Regions from separate parts of the Sus scrofa genome. Here region 1 is linked to region 2. A link is a contact called in public targeted proximity ligation data. All regions are on one chromosome and are shown on one strand. The core of a region is the stretch at or near the end of the contact, and the rest is flanking DNA. Distances in the headings are between cores, read along the strand shown.

The links.
Region 1: a targeted proximity ligation map of skeletal muscle shows a contact between it and region 2, with 3 times the contacts expected there. A contact is called at or near these places in 8 of 47 Hi-C or Micro-C datasets (alveolar macrophages, fetal heart ventricle, fibroblasts and 5 more) and 1 of 2 datasets of targeted methods (skeletal muscle).

The regions. Positions count from the first base shown.
Region 1 is chr3:103,533,740-103,537,751 of Sscrofa11.1, forward strand. No RefSeq gene overlaps it. Among named protein-coding and RNA genes, the nearest start is that of FEZ2, 30 kb to the right of the region's middle.
Region 2 is chr3:103,411,145-103,415,210 of Sscrofa11.1, forward strand. VIT (vitrin) reads right to left here. Exons shown (of 13, transcript XM_021087635.1): 7 at 3,001-3,048; 8 at 1,470-1,532. Among named protein-coding and RNA genes, the nearest start is that of VIT, 80 kb to the right of the region's middle.

The DNA.
Region 1 (4,012 bases), core at 527-3,026, 120 kb after region 2:
CAAATTTAGATATAGCATATTTACAAAATCCCAAATAACTCCAATGTACCCTGCTAGTCAGTAATCCACCAGTGAAAAATGGTATTTTGCCTTCTAGCTCTATGTTTTGCCTTTTTTTGAACTTCATACAAATGAAATCATATAGGACTCTTTTGAATCTGGTTTCTTTTACTCAATATTATATATGTGAAATATATCCAAGGTGTCACATGTGGCAGAAGTTCCTTTTTTTTTTTTTTTTTAATTGCTGTTATGCCATTATGTCACTATACCACAGTTTATTTTTCCATTGTACTATTGATGGACTTTGGCCATCTCTGTCTTTGAGCTATTATGAATAATGCTGCTATGAACATTCTTATACTTCTCTGATAGTGGACATGCGTACTCGCTTAAGTTGACTCTGTATCTAGGGGTGGAACACTGAATCAGAGGGTCTCTGTATGCTGACTACTTTTTGCACCAGACAGTGCTTTTTATTACTGGATACAGAACAGATTAGTGGCCAGAGAGATAATAGCATTTGAAGATCATATGCAAAGAATTTGATAGAATATTTAATTGAGCTACTTGGAATTGTTTGGTTTTTATTTTTCTTTTTATAAAAGACAGTGAGGAACCACAGTGAAATATCGCTTTAGACCTGTTAGGATGGCCACTATCAAAAAACCCAGAAAGTAACAAGTATTGGCAAGGATGTGGAGAAGTTGGAACCTTTGTGTACTGCTGGTAGGAATGTAAAATGGTGTAACTTCCATAGAAAACACTGTGTAGATTCTTCCAAAAATTAAAAATGGGACTACCATATGATCCAGCAATCCCACTTCTGGACATATACCCTAAAGTACTGAAAGTATGATTTCAAAGAGATATTTACATACTCATGTTAATTGCAGCATTATTTATAATAGCCAAGAGGTGAAAGCAACCAAAAATGTTCTTGAACAGATACAATGAATCAAGAAAATGTTGTGTATACATATGATGAAATATTATTCAGCCCTAAAAAAGGACATCCTGTCAAAAGCTACAACCTGGAGGACATTATGCTAAATGAAATAAATCAGTCACAAAAGGACAAAGCATGCTTCTACTTTACATGAGGTACTTAGACATAGTCAAAATCACAGAGACAGAAAGTAGAATGGTGGTTGGCAGAGGCTGACAGGGGTGGGAGTTGGGGGTGGGGGAAGTCAAATTGTTCTCGAATGGATATAGGGTCTCAGTTTTGCAATACGACTAATTTGCAAAACAATGTGCATTTAGTTTACACTACTGCACCATACATTTAAAATGGTTAAGATGGTAAAAAAAAAAGATACTATTTTTTAAAAAAACATTATAGCTTTGATTGAAAAATATTCCTCTCTGGTTTCAGGCAAACATGGCTTAAGGAAATACAAAGTGAATTGATCTTTATTAGATTTACATGTTTTATAAGCTTTTGTAGAACGTAAATGTATTTGCTCACATAGGCTTCTCTGCTCCTTTGTTACTTTGGTTTGAGGGAAAATAAGATCCTTGAAATTGAATAAAATTATATATATAATTTTGAAAAGGCAGTGAGGAGTGATTGCTGGTTTATAGAGATTAAGAATTTATAAGTACAAGACACTAGCTCTCTAGCTCTCTGATTAAATGAATCTATTTTTGTATTTCTGGTCTTTGCATGAAACAAAAACCTCTGAAGTTACAGTGACTCATAAATAACTGTAGTGGAGCATTAAGTCCATGACCTAGCTGGTTGTAGGTGTCAGTAGATGTGATGGAGTGTAAGGACCTCTTGACAACAGCTGTGCTGGGGCTAAAGGCCCTGCCCCGCAGAACATAATGCTATCCTGTGGGTGGGAATCGCTGCTTGCAACCAGAACTTTAGGAGCAAAGCCGAGGCTTTATCGAGATCACACCTTTCCCCAAACAGTCATGAATGTAGATAAGCCAGAGGGCATTGCAGGCACGCAATTGTTGATGAAGGGCAGGCTTTCCAGCCAAGGATATTATTGGCCCTTAGTTGTTCTAACCTCAGCTTCCTAAGTTGACCTTGGGTGAAAATAGAATGGGTTATTCAGATGCTCAGAAGAGTCACTATTTACTGCTATGGAATTTGTGAATTCATTTTTACCACTATCCGGGCATGAACTTTTGGGTTAGTCTTGGGCAGTCTTTGACCTTGGGCCACATGCTGCCTGCCCTACCCTTGCCGTAGGCTCCAGGATCTAATTTCAGTGTCAAGGACTGGAATGCTGCCTCCATTTTGCTGCCTCCTAAATAGACCCAGATAACACACCATAATGGCTAAAATAAGAAGGCTTATTTTTCTCATGGGTGCTCTAGTTTTCAATACAGCAGATAATCGGAACTGTAATATTATAATTTTCCATGCAACTAAATACTATTTTTATTTAGAATGAAAAAATAGTGTAAGCATTTTAAATTAGTTTCACTGAATTTAATATTTTTTGTTTTTCTTTCTTTTCCTTTTCTGTCTGTCTGTCTTTCTTTCTTTCTTTCTTTCTTTCCTTCTTTCTCTCTTTCTCTCTCTTTCTCTCTTTCATCTTTCTTTTCTTTCCCCCTCTCTTTAGCTACCAATGATTCCATGTCTAGAGCTGGAACTCTAGAATCAGACAATCCCAGCTGGGCTCTCACTAGCTGTGTGACTCTGGGAAACCTCTTACCCCTTCAATGCATTGTTTCTCCTCTTATAAAGCAAAGATAAAAGTATATCTCTCAGCGTGGCTGTGATGATCTCGTGAGATGTTTTGTGCCTGACCTGTAGTAAGTACTTGATAAATGTTAGCTACTATATATTACTAATATGCTAGGGTTGTGTAAGTAACAACAAAAACAGTTAACGTAAGAAAAAAAAGGAAAAACTCCTAAAGCAACCAAAAAGCTAAAGATGGTAATAGAACTATTGGAAGGGAACTTGAAACTTTGCAAATTAAATACTTTGGAAAGAAGAAAAAAGTAGGAAAATATATAATTTGAGTCAATGAAGCAACAAGGATAAGATTGTTACATTAAATGAACAAAAATTAGTTCAGGCCATAAGCCACAACAAGGGAATTTTCCCATCATGAGCAGTATTTGTGCTGGTAAGGCTGGTTGAGGAGATTACGTTTCTTTGTAGTGTATCAGAGATCAGAAAAGTTTTGAGCTTACAAATCACTTGGCCCAACACAGTCATTTTACAGGTGAAGAGACTGGGATTCTAAGAGATTAAGCACCTTGCCTTCGGTTACACATTTCCTGATGGCAGAGCTGGACTGCAACACAGGGGCCCTGGTTGGAACCCAGAGACCATTCTATAGAGCACACAGCTTTCAGAATATGACAAGATTGAAAAGCCCAGAGAACTTTCATGCTGGAGTAAGAATAACTTTGCATTCACATCAAGAATCATTTTTCACACCTAGAATTCAAAGCATCATTATCTCAGTTTTACAAATGGGAAAAAGTAGGAATGAAGAGAGGCTCTTGGTTGACTGGCTTCATTGCCCAGCTTCAGGCTCCATAAATACACCCCTCATGCCCATGCAGGCTGGTATGTCAGCCTGCTGCCGGAACCGTCCCTGGTCCCAGGACACCTCAGTGTTCCTTCATCATGTCCTCTCTCTGCTAAATGTAAGATGCCTAAAGGAGGAGTATATGTATTTTTGCTGCTGTTCATAAACAAATCCCTTACTTCTTGAACAAGTGCTTGGCATTTATTTGACTATCAATGGCTACTTGTTAAATGAATGAACAAAAAAAAATTGATTCTTTGGATTGCTCCATCTAGTCATTTGGACTAGCGAATGTATCTGGGCTCTGATTTTAATTTTTTTTTTTTTTTTTTTTTTTTTGTGATGGAAGTTCCTAGGCTAGGGGTCGAGTTGGAGCTGCAGCTGGGGCCTATACCACAGCCATGCCAATCTGAGCCACATCTGCAACCTATGCTGCAGCTTGTGGCAACACTGGATCCTTAACCCACTGAACAAGGCCAGGGTTTGAACTTGCATCATCACAGTCA
Region 2 (4,066 bases), core at 792-3,291:
GATGGGGGGAGGGTCTGAGTCAGTAGTTATGAGGCAGGGATTGGCAAGTTTCATTTTAAAAAATGTCTGCAGTTGGACTTCCCACTGTGGCTCAGTGGCTTAAGAACCTGGCATAGTGTCTGTGAGGATGAGGGTTCGATCCCCGGCCTTGCTCAGTGGGTTAGGATTCAGCCTTGCCGCCAGCTATGGCATAAGTTGCAGATGCGGCTCGGGTCTGACGTTGCCATGGCTGCCCTGTAGGCCTCAGCTACAGCTCCGATTTGACCCCTAGCTTGGGAACTTACATATGCTATGGGTACGGCCCTAAAAAGGAAAAAAATGTCTTCAGGTGATTCTCACACGTAAATTGAGACTCAGCTTGTTGGTCACTTGTCACAACTTTCTGGGGGAATTTGCAGATGCTCTCGTTGGCTCAAAACACACAGCTCCCTCCTGGTTTTCCTCTTTTCTCTGGTCCCTTCTTTCTGCTATCTTCGGGTGGCCTCTCTTCCACCCAGTTAGTCTCAAAGTTCTTCAGGCATTAAGTCCTCTGTTTCTTCCTACTCTAGCCTGTCTCCTTAGGTCACATTTCCTGTTTTCATAGCCTTGGTTCTGAACTTCAGCTCATCACCTTCCAATTCTAAATTTCTGGCTTGGCTGTTCCTTCTGAATGTCAGACCTGGGCAGTCAACTCTCTGCTAGACCGGACGTCTTCCCCACTCTCTCGGCTCCAAGCTGCTCTTTCCAGGGGTCTTCATCCAGCAGCATTTACCCTAGTTGTTCAAACCATCTCAAACTGCTTCCTCTCTCTCTCTCTCTCTTTTTTTTTTTTTAGGGCCACACCGATGGCACATGGAGGTTTCCAGGTAGGGGTCGAATCGGGGCTGTAGCTGCTGACCTACACCACAGCAAGCAACGTGGGATCCAAGCCGTGTCTGTGACCTACACCACAGCTCACGGCAATGCCAGATCCTTAACCCACTGAGCGAGGCCAGAGATTGAACCCGCAACCTCATGGTTCCTAGTTGGATTCATTTCTGCGGCACCATGATGGGAACTCCAAACTGCTCCCTCTCCTGCACCTCCACCTCTACCCCTCTAGATTCTTCCTTTCTAGCCCTTGAATGTGCTTTTCTCTCCCCATTTATGCTTCCTACTCTGAGCTCTGTCTACCATCATGTCCACTGTCCACCGTTCTTGCTGTCCAGCCAGTCTCCTCCTTTCCCTGCTTCTCTTTTCCCCAACTCCACCCTACCCTGTTGCCATAGTGACGTTTTAACCATCTGATCCTCTCCCCCTCTTGCACATGGAGAGTTTAAATCCTTCAAAAGCTTCCCTTTCCCCCTTAGAACAAAGTGACAGAAGAGAGGAGATAAATAGATCCAGGGTAGGAGAGAGATGGGGTCGGGTGGGCGTGAGTGGGTAGAGGGAGAGAGAGCAGATCAGATGTCAAAGCCATCACTCTGGATTTCTCTTGTCAGTTAACTTACTTGGATCTCCCTGGGATACTGGCTCCAAAGACTGTGTGCTTAATTCTTCTTTTGGAACAAATCCTGGAAAGAGCAGTAAAACTTTTGGTGACTTACAAGAACAGGAAGCATCTGGCCTCACCCCAGGGATGGGGACAAAAATGAATATTCACACTCAGCTTAGGGGGCTTGGCTTCCTGCTCGCTGTGCTCCTCTCCACTCCGCCCCCGCTTAAGAGATAAAAATGAATGAATATTTGCAGACAGCGGGTGCTTACAGTCCTGTGAAGTCAGGCTTGAGATCTGTCCCCTCATGCCCATTCACTTGTTTTATCTGAGCCTAGTTTCCTTATCTGAGAGCATTAAGCACTTTGCAAGTGTAAATTATCCCTCTGTAAAATTCTGAGAATCTCAGGGCAGGGCATGTGTCTCATCACATAAACGTTTCTTGTCCCCACATGGGAGTCCTCAGTCAACATTCAGTGACTGAGTTGATGGATCAAGATGAGTGAGAGTGGGGACCGTCTGATGGGGGCTGGGAGTAGACTGGAGGGGATGAGATGAGATACAAGCACGTCACACACCAGAGGGTCTAAAATCCAGCCCTTGGCCTCTAGTGGTCTGAGAGCAGAGTACAGATGCCAAAGGCTTTCAAGAGGCTGTGTGTGTGTGAGTTGAATTTCAGCCTCAGGGGTTTTCTTTAGAACTGTTTACCTGGGAGCCAAGTACACAGATAAATCACATAGGAAGCAAAGACAATAGGAGTCTTTCTAGGTAAAGCCAATGAGTGAAACTTGCAGCACTGCAAGTGAGTCCCCGCCCCACCCCGTTTCCGGGATGCTGGGCAGCGCCCCGAGAGTCTCCCCCAGTGGAGGAAGGTGCTGGGGGCTCTGGTCCTTTCTGGCTGCGGTCCATGGGCTTTTTCCTAGCTTGTTAGTTTTTCCGATTTGCAAAGCACATGATTTCATCTTCCCATTAAAGGTCACTTTGCTCCTCCCACTTCCTCACATCATTTAAAAGATTCGCTCATGGCATTTCTCAGCCAGGAACCCCGGGAGGGGAAGAAGTACATGCGCAAGGCCTCTCCTCTACCTCCCCCCACCCACCCACCAGCAAAATCTGCCCTCGGACCAAGAGTTGGAAGGCCGCACTTGCTGTTGGAGTTTAAAAAACACTCAATGCAGCAAACAGGGAACACTGGTTTCCATGAAGGGAAAACCTGAGTCCTATTTGCAAAGAAGGAAGAAGAAAGAGAAGGAAGTCAAGTGTGCTCCAGATGGAGTGAGGGTCTAACCCACTTTGAGGACCTGGAACTCACTCCCTTCCACCTTTCTATCTTCACACTTCCTTCCTCCTTTGTGAGCCATCATTGTCCCTTACCTCAGGCCTCACCGCGGGCGTTTCAGTGGGCCCTTCGCGTGGTCACCAGACCCTAACGTCCCAGGTGACCCTGTTGGAAAGGCTTCTCTAGCCGAGCTTGGGCTCTATGCCACTAGCTGAAATCCTGTGAATCTTGATCTAGCCACGGCCAGGAAGTTGGGCTGCATAATTACCTGCATCTAGAAGGACTGATCCAGGTTTCCATAAGTCAGGTTCCTCCCCTGATTTTCAAAATTAAAAAGAAATAAACTCGTTACTTCGATGAAACCAGCAGAAGCTCTCATGTGAACTGCTAGGATGATAAGGGTGTTCTAATTGTGGCTGACAGTTCAGTAAAGGAGCATGAGACCAGACTTTGGGATGAAACAACCTGAAATCTTTGGGATTTTCTCATTCAAATTTCTTAAAACTGAAGACAAAACATCTTTAACTTTTTTCTTCCCTTCATTATGCCCTGAGAATGATGGGATAATGGGAATCCTAATATTTAAGGGGAATTGAAACCTCATGCAATCTGAACCAACAGCCTAGCTTGTTTCTATAAGAGTCCTACAAGTGAGTGGCTGGCTAGTACTTGAATACCTCCAGAGCCAAGGGACTCACTACACCTCCTACATTCCCAACAAAAACAGTGCATTTATTCTTGGACTGTTTAGACTGTGAGAAAACTTTTCACTGTATTGATCTGAATCTTTATCCATCCAACCTTCCTTCCTCCCTGCTTCCCTTCCTTCTTCCTTCCTTCCATCCATCCATCACACTTCATAAGCACCCAGGGAGTTCCCATCGTGGGTCAGCGAAACGAATATAACCAGTATCCATGAGGATGCAGGTATGATCCCTGGCCTCACTCAGTGGGTTAAGGATCCAGCATTGCCGTGGGCTGTGGTGTAGGTCACAGACACAGCTTGGATCCTGTGTTGCTGTGGCTGTGATGTAGGCCAGCAGCTGCAGCTCTGATTCAGCCCCTAGCCTGGGAACTTCATATGCCAAGGATGTGGCTCTAAAAAGACAAAAACAAAATGAAACAAAAATAAGTGCCCAGAATATGCCCAGTATCATTCTGGGTACATTTATTTCACCCATCTGTTTGTGTTTCTTTCCTTAGAAAGCACATAGAACAAATCTGACCTCTTCAGAGGGAGCAGACAGTCCACTTGTTTCCTGAGGCTCTGCTTCTCACTGTGTGTCTCAAGCAGGCTAGAATAGGGTGGCACCTGGCATCCTATTTATTTAATG